Linked DNA regions of Mus musculus: region 2 is linked to region 1. Evidence: chromatin contacts called from public promoter capture Hi-C data. All regions are on one chromosome and are shown on one strand. The core of a region is the stretch at or near the end of the contact, and the rest is flanking DNA. Distances in the headings are between cores, read along the strand shown. Region 1 holds the start of Zfp648 (zinc finger protein 648). Region 2 holds the start of BC034090 (cDNA sequence BC034090).

Region 1 (3,886 bases), core at 427-2,926:
TGCTCTCTGCAAGCATCAAAGCCCCTTGTGTTTGCTGGGCCAAGAAGCCTTGGCTGTGCTGGCTCAGCACTGGACGCCTCCCTGTGCTCATTGACCCAGATTGCCCTCTGCAGGAGAAAGAGGCCAAGGCCCTCTGAGAGTTGGGATGCATGCTGCACAGACTGCTGCTCTGGGTGGCCAGGAATATTAGTCACCGAACAGTATCTGTCACCGAAGTCCCTCACTGACTGCACCACTTTCCACCCCCACCTCAGCAGGAATGACAGGAGACGTCTCGTACTCGGCATGTCCTGTACCTGTCCTCCCCCACTCCTACCTGCTTACTGCCTGGTGTGTGTGTGTGTGTGTGTGTGTGTGTGTGTGTGTGTGTGTGTGTGTGTGTGTGTGTGGAGTACAAGGAAGCTTCCCTTCTTATTTTGCGTACAGAAGCTGTGGATTAAGAGAAGACGTATTGTAGACCTACCTGTGTTCAGTATTTCATGTCCCTCTGTGTCCCGAAGCCCAGGGGTATTCCTTTTGATACACTGAGCTCATAAGATGTCAGAGTATGGCTGAGGTATGTTTGGACCAGAACACTAAGTCTGGAATATTTTCAGCATTTTGGAGCTTGGAGATCAACTATGTGCATGTGTGTATGTGTAACACACAGAAGAGACGCAGTGCTAGCAAACTCCAGATGATTAGCACACTGTGGCAGGTCTGGAGTGCCCTAGCTGGGGGACAGAGGGACGCTGGCTTTGTATGAAGTAGGTACCTGAGGTCTCATTCTCGCTCTGTGACAGCATACTGTGTATGCTCATCCCTCTTAGTCCACTCTGTGGAACATTCACCTTCTCTATTTGTCACCTATGTGTGCCCTGTTGTCCATAGCCTGTGTCTTATTCCTCGCCTCCACAGGGTATCAGGGTTCTGCTAGCTTACCTTTCTCTGGACTCTCAGGGCAGATTGCCTTTCCTGACAGAGAATCCCTTTTCTGGTAAGGCCCCATTCCCACTGAATACAGTCACCCTGCCTTCTCCCTTCCAGAGCAGTCGAAGACTTGTTCTTTCTCAGCCAGGAAGAAGGCTAAGAGGAGATCAGGGAGTCTGGGTACGGTTATCTGGCAAAGTCCACACAAATGTACCTTGTCAGGAAGAGGACCGCTGAAAAGGTGCCGGGTCTGGGACTTCTTCTCCTCTCCAGATGTACTGGTTCTGCAGCCTTGAACTTCATCCACACCCAGCAGCCAGCCGTGGCCCCGGTGCAGGCCCCAGTTCTCCCACTCTATACCCAGACATGCTTCAGAAGCCTGGCCTGGGGCTTGTTCCTGCTCCTGCGCCAGCTCCTGCTCCTTTCCCTGCCCCCCTGCCAGCTTCCTCCACCTCCCGCCACCTCCCCCCTCCTCCTCTGCTTAAGCCCTTGCCCTTTCTGGCTTCCACATACGCAGTTGCTTACCTGAAAAAACGCAGACGTGTGGAGCACCTTGTCCAGGCTTTTGTCTCACCTCTCAGCTACTGGAACCAGAAATTCCTGAGAGCAGAGACGATGTCTCCATGTCTCTGTTATCTCACCCTTTCTTTCCTGTCCAATGCAGCAGCTTCAGAGAGGGGCTCAGGAGGTGGGGCCAATGTATTACATTCAACCTTCTTGCCTACATCCACAGAGCAGCCTGAGACTGCCCTCTCTCTGCCTGAACTGAGCTGAAACTCAGGCTCCCTCGGTTCCCCGCCTTCCCTTCCTGCCACAGCTGGCTCTCCTCCCTTCCACTCCCTCCTCAGAGGCCTCTCAGTCCTCCTGCAGGTGGTCCTGGGCCTCCTGTCTGTCCTCACTCCTTCCTCTCACAGAGCAAGCCATTCTTCCTTCACTCCTGCCCTGCTGTGCTCGCGAACCTCCAATTTCATGTCATTTTCTGGGGGGAACATTTCAGGAAAAAGCCTCTAACAGCCCTTCCTCAATTTAACCCCCACTTCATCCCTAGTCTAGACTCTACCTCTCTCTAGGACCTGCCCTCTCCCCATCCTATGACCAGCCTTCTTCCTATTCTAGACTCTATCTTCTCCCTCCCTCTAGGAGCCACCTTACCCACACACACACACTCTAATGCCCACCTTCTCCCCTATCTAGTACCTACCTATACAGAGCTGTGGGTCCAGTGGGGTTAGGGAGTGTCTTCAAATTCTTTTATTGGCCCAATTATTGGCTCAAGAAATGCTCACAGCAGTTTAGCTGGTGTGGGAAGCACAGGTTAGTGGTACAGATGCCAAGACTGCTCTGACTCTCTCTCCATCTCCCAGCACTGATTACCATGTGGGCTATTGGGAACAGAGTAGTTGACCCAGGATAAAAGGCTCAGTAGTTCTGAATTATGAGCTCTCAAAACTAATATGCTAAAAAAAGAAAAAAAATCCAACCAAACACACAAAACCCCACATACCTAATATTCTTTTATTAGAGTGAGTGCTTAGGACATTAAAATAGTAATTTGGAATATGCTGCCTGCGATGTCACTATGTGGCCAAAATTAATGCTGGTAGACAGAAAGGTCCTAGTTCTGGGTTTGAATCTTACCACCCACTAGGTTGACCTTGGGCAAGCTATTAAATATCTGAGTCCCTTAGCTCCTCATCTCAAAAGTGAGGATTAGGATAGCATCACCATCATGGTGGGCTTGGGAAAAGACTAAGCTAATAATAACATGGCAAGAGGCCAACAATATGTCCGGAACATAGTACACATAGTACACAGAAAAAAATAGCTGGTAAATAATGTGTGGTGGAGCACACCTGTTCTTGCAGCCTCAGAGGATGAGACAAGTGGACCTCAAGTGAAGTTAACCTGCATTGCATTGTGTTCTAGACCGTTGTTGGAGGAAAGAGAAGAGAGAAGGTGGCATGAAGGAAGGCTGGTTAGCTGCCTTTTGTTACTATGCTGATGTTGCTGGTTTCCTGGATAATATGGCTGGCTCTGTTTCCCTTCTGGCCCTTGTTAGTGCTACAATTCTGACAGGAACATTGGCACCCAACAAAAGTTCTCTGGGTGTGATCTAGACACCGGATTACTCTCTGCTCCTTGGTGTTTTGCAGGCATGACTTCAGAGGCAGGAGGCATGAAGTGTAGATGTGCCTCATAGTCTACTAGTCCAAATAGGGTTCAGGGAGCCCTCATCTCAACACTTGTCCAAAGTTCAAAGTGTCTTAGGTGGCCACATCCTTTGAGCTTCGGAATGTAGATGCATGTATAGGAAAGTAGTGAATTGTTTGTTGATTTGTGAAATGGCCTAAAGAGTTGAATGCTGGAGTTGGGCTGTGTATGGCAGATCACCAAGCACTAACTACTTCTAATACTCAGCTTCTGTTAATACAACACCCTAGTATCTCAACTAATCATCACCCCATTCCCTTAGAGTGGTCACTATCAGTGGCCTCATTAAAGTTTGTGAACACTGAGGCTCAGCCCACTGAAGTATCTTCTCCAAAGTCACACATACCATGTAAAGTCAAGATAGCAGGGTTTTGACTCTTTTTCTTTGCATATATAATTTTAAAGATGTATTTGTTTTATGTATATGAGTGTTTTCCCTGCATTTATGTTTGTATACCATCACATGCGTGCCTGGTGCCCACAAATGTCAGAGAAGTCATCAGATCCCCGGGGATGCTTGCAGATGGTTGTAAGCATCCATGTAGGAGCCAGGAACCAAACTGGGGTCCTCTATAAGAACAACTAGTGCTCTTAACTGTGGGCACTAAAGGGAGTGTGGGGGAAGGGGGAGAAAGAGCCCATGTACAGCCAGAGTTCCTCCTGTGCTCTGGGCGGGCAGACGTGGGAAGGCTACCAGATGCTTTCCACTCAGCCCCGGGTGGGCATCTAAGTCACTGACCCCACTCGACGGGAGGGGAGGGGGTCA
Region 2 (3,886 bases), core at 699-3,198, 1.0 Mb before region 1:
GTGTGTGAAGGTACCCCTGGAAGTCAGAAGGGGGCATCAGACTCCCTGAAGCTGGAGTAAGAAGCCCAGCCAACTCCAACACACACACACACACACACACACACACACACACACACACACACACACACACATACACACACATACACACATATACACACACAAACACACATACACACACAAACACACATACAAACACACACACATACACACACAAACACACATACACACACACACACACACACACACACACACACACACACACACACATGAGTGCTGGGAACCCAACTCCAGTCCCCTGCAAGAGCAGCAGCAGGTGCTCTTACTGAGGCATCTTTCTAACCCCTCGATCTGAATTTTCAAAAACGAAATATTTCATGTTCTGCTGCAGACGCCAACCACCACACTCAATATCGTGTCCGTCGGGGGTTCTTGAAGACCTGCCATTTACCAGCTTTGTTCCGATTGGTCACCTCATTTGTACAAAGGGACAATAGTTCTGAATCTTGAGGTTGCAGCAAGAGGCAGCCACTCTAGGGACTGAGTTGTCAGTGTATGGTGATCGATCAGCACTAAACCAGAGCAGAAAGTGCCTTGTGGAGGAACTTACTCTGCGAACATGGCAGGAAGACGCTTCAGACCCTGCTCCACAGAGCCGTGAGCCTTGAACCTGCTCACTTACACAGGGTTTGCCCAGGATAAACCCCTTGGTTCCTAAACCGGTCCTGGGCCAATCTACTGTCAGTTTCCCAGGGTGCGGCTCAGACCAGATTGCCTGCCTCGGTGTTCCCTCCCCCATCCAGCTCCCTTAAAGGGAGATAGACATCCTTTCTGTTTCCATGGGACTCGGTTTGAACCCAGGGCCTCTTGCACAATAGGCAAATTCTCTACACCCATCCCTACATCCTCAGCCCATTTCTCCCCTTTTCCTTTTGAGAACATGTCTCACTAAATTGCCTAGGCTGGCCTCGAACTTGCAGCAGGATCCTCCTGCTTTAATCTCTGAACAACTGGGACTACAGGATTACACCCGCACAAGGGGTAGAACTGCCCTCTCTCTCCTGTGCTCTGCTAGGACCTTAGCTTTGTGCATCCTTTCCAGTAGCTACACCGGCCATCTAGCAGCACAAAAGATTAAGTAAGTGAAACTTGTTGGCCAAAGAAAGAAGAGAGACCACTTTCTCTTTTCAGAGACGTCTGAAATGTCCTGGTTCTTCTTACTGTTCCTTTGGGGGTAGGGGAATAGTCAAAATGGGTTTGGACATTGGAGAGACTTAGTCACCTCCTGGTTAGAAAGAGGAAGCTCCATGGATTTGGGCACAATTGCCAGCCATTTGGTGGCTCCTTCACGGAGGCCTGTACCCAGGTCTGTTCGGGAATCCTCCACTGCCCCAGAAGCGGTCCCTTCCCCAAGCAGCTGGCAATGCAGGCCCAGCTCTTGGTGGCTCCGGATGAGCAGTCAACGCCAGCTTACCCCAAGGCCTCAACGAACCTTGAATGATCTTGACCTAAGAGGGCGCCCAAGGGTGATGGGGCGGCCCTGCGGAGAAGCCCACCGACCCATCCCGAAACGTTCTCCACACAAAGTCCGGTCCTCAGCTTCTCGCTCCAGCGGAGCCGGTGGAGTCGGCTGAAGCTTGTCGCCTTTTGCGCTCCGGCTGCGCCCCCGAGTCACCCGGGCGCCCCTCCGCTTTCGCGCCCGTGTCCCCGGGGAGGGAGCTGATCGGCGCCCGGGACAACGGCCCCGTGGCAGCCAGTGAGCCCCAAATTCAGGGCGCATCCTCCGGCCGTCTAGGCGGCCCTGGCTCCAGGAGTGGAGCGGAGCCGAGGAGGCTCTGGGCTCCCGGCGTGCGCCCGGGTCGAGTGGCCACGACCCTGGGAGGCCGCGGGAGGCTGGGGGGTGGGGACAGGCCGAGGTCGCGGCTCCTCCAGCCCCTTCCGCCGCCCCTCCTCTCGCCTTCCTCGCCCTCTCTTCCCAGGCCGGCCCGCGAGGCCGCTGGCTGGGCCTTTCACCTTCAAGCAAAGCTATGAAGTAGCGGTCGCTACGGCTCCAGGCGCCCAGCGGGGCCAGGGGCGCCGCGCACTCCTGCCAGCCCGGCCTCGCCTCGTGGGACCCGGGGCGGGACACGCTCCGGGGACGAGGCCTGCGGGCCACACTCCCGTCCGCCCGCCCGAATTCAGGGCGAGTCCGGCCCGGGACTCTGCAGCGGCCCCGGACGGGGAGAGTGGGGCAGGGCCTCGCCTCTCCGAGGGATGGAGGGGATGGAGGCGGCGGCCAAGCCCGCGCGCCGCTCTCAGTGAGTACCGAGAGGACCCGGGCGGGGTGGCGGGGCACACCCGGGGACACCCGACCTCCGGCCGCCGCAGAGCTGGAAGGGTCGTGGAGGCTCGCCCTTCCTGTCCATTTTCATTCCAGGTTTTTTTCTGAGTTAGAGCATCGGTGCTAGGAGTTACGACATCTTCCAGGAAGGTCGTCCGGAGGCCTTCAGTCCCGACTGTCTCATTCCTTAAGGTCTGCGGACAAGTCTAGAGCGAAGCTCCAGGGTTGACCCATCAATTTTTCTAAAAGCTCACATTACAACCTGGGCTTCTGGATTGGATCTCAGAGAAGAGGTAGCTGAGCCACAAAGAGAAACCTAGTACATTTTCGATCAGTGATTCTCAGTCTTAATGCTGCGACCCTTTAGTACAGTTTAAGTTTATCATGTGGTGATCTCCAACCATAAAATTATTTTCGTTGCTACTTAATGACCGTAATCTTGCTACTGTTACGAATCATAATGTGAATATCTGATATGCAGTATATCTGATATGCGACCCCGTGATGCCAAGAACCGCTGCTCCAGATGATCTAGTAGAGAAAATGACTTCTACTATCCCTAAACTTCACAGATTTACTGCTGTGAAATTCTGTGTTATATATGTATCTTGCTTCATAAAATATGTATATTCTGAAAAACATGTTAATTTAATAATTATAATGAATTACTTTAAGAGACTTACCTTTAAGAACATCTTATGGTGGATCCCTATTGTGAGAAGGGAATAATTAACCTCTAATATATACTCTATGCCCAAATTCTTACACGCTGAGAGTTTACTTCCTATGGGACACAGGTAGACTAGGGTGACTTCTGAGTGTTCTGAGTAGTCACTAAGACACAGTAGCTTATACAGGGAGTAAAACAGTTGTCACGTCATTCTCTGTAAAGCTATTGGAATCAGCCAGGCCACCAAGGGGCCGTATAATTCTAGTGAGTCTTGGGACCTCTGCGGACTCAGGTCTTACCTGAGAACAAGGGGTGCGGTTAAAGGCTCACTGTTCTCGGAGAGTCCTGGCTTGGAATGGAAAGGTTCTGGTTACAAGCTTGTCTCCCCCAGGGCATCTACGTGATGTAATTTCTCTATGCCTCAGTTCTCCATCTGTTAAAAATAATATTTTTATTTATATATTATATAATAAATAAATATCTTTATTTATATAAAATAACATTCTATCACAGACATAATATAAATATATTATTTTAGAGAGTGTTGACATGTTTGAAAAGCCTTTGCTTGACATAGAGCAGATAGCTTATCGTTTGTGACTGTCACTATTACTTCTTTCGAGTACAGCTTGACTCTAGTCTAACACTTTTTCACTAGGGTTGGCATGAAGCTGGCAGGCAGCGACACATTCTATTACAGGGACAGGTCCGTCATCCACAAGGAAGAGTACTGACCATTAGCCAACACTGCCATTCTCCTCTGGGGCCTCCTTTAGCCCAGGGTTGGGGAATTACACTGCTTTTCACCATGGTTCACATTTTGCATTGGATTGTTTGAGGCCTTGTTTTGCTCACCCTAAAAATGGGAATAGAAAAACTGGCATTATTTCCTTCCTCGG

Evidence for each region. Promoter capture Hi-C pulls out the DNA fragments that hold promoters and counts their contacts.
Region 2: a promoter capture Hi-C map of hippocampal neurons shows a contact between it and region 1, with 2.4 times the contacts expected there. The contact joins the promoter of BC034090 here to the promoter of Zfp648 in region 1. A contact is called at or near these places in 1 of 39 promoter capture datasets (hippocampal neurons) and 1 of 115 datasets of contacts at active chromatin or transcription factors (astrocytes).

Annotation. Positions count from the first base shown.
Region 1 is chr1:154,198,977-154,202,862 of GRCm38.p6, reverse strand. It overlaps Zfp648 (zinc finger protein 648), which reads right to left and starts at 1,676. Exons shown (of 2, transcript NM_001204908.2): 1 at 1,435-1,676. All of the region lies in intron 1 of Gm30388 (a long non-coding RNA gene), which reads left to right.
Region 2 is chr1:155,242,594-155,246,479 of GRCm38.p6, reverse strand. It overlaps BC034090 (cDNA sequence BC034090), which reads left to right and starts at 1,948. Exons shown (of 10, transcript NM_001370865.1): 1 at 1,948-2,294. The coding sequence starts at 2,251. Gm31102 (a long non-coding RNA gene) reads right to left here and starts at 3,351. Exons shown (of 4, transcript XR_878641.3): 1 at 3,001-3,351.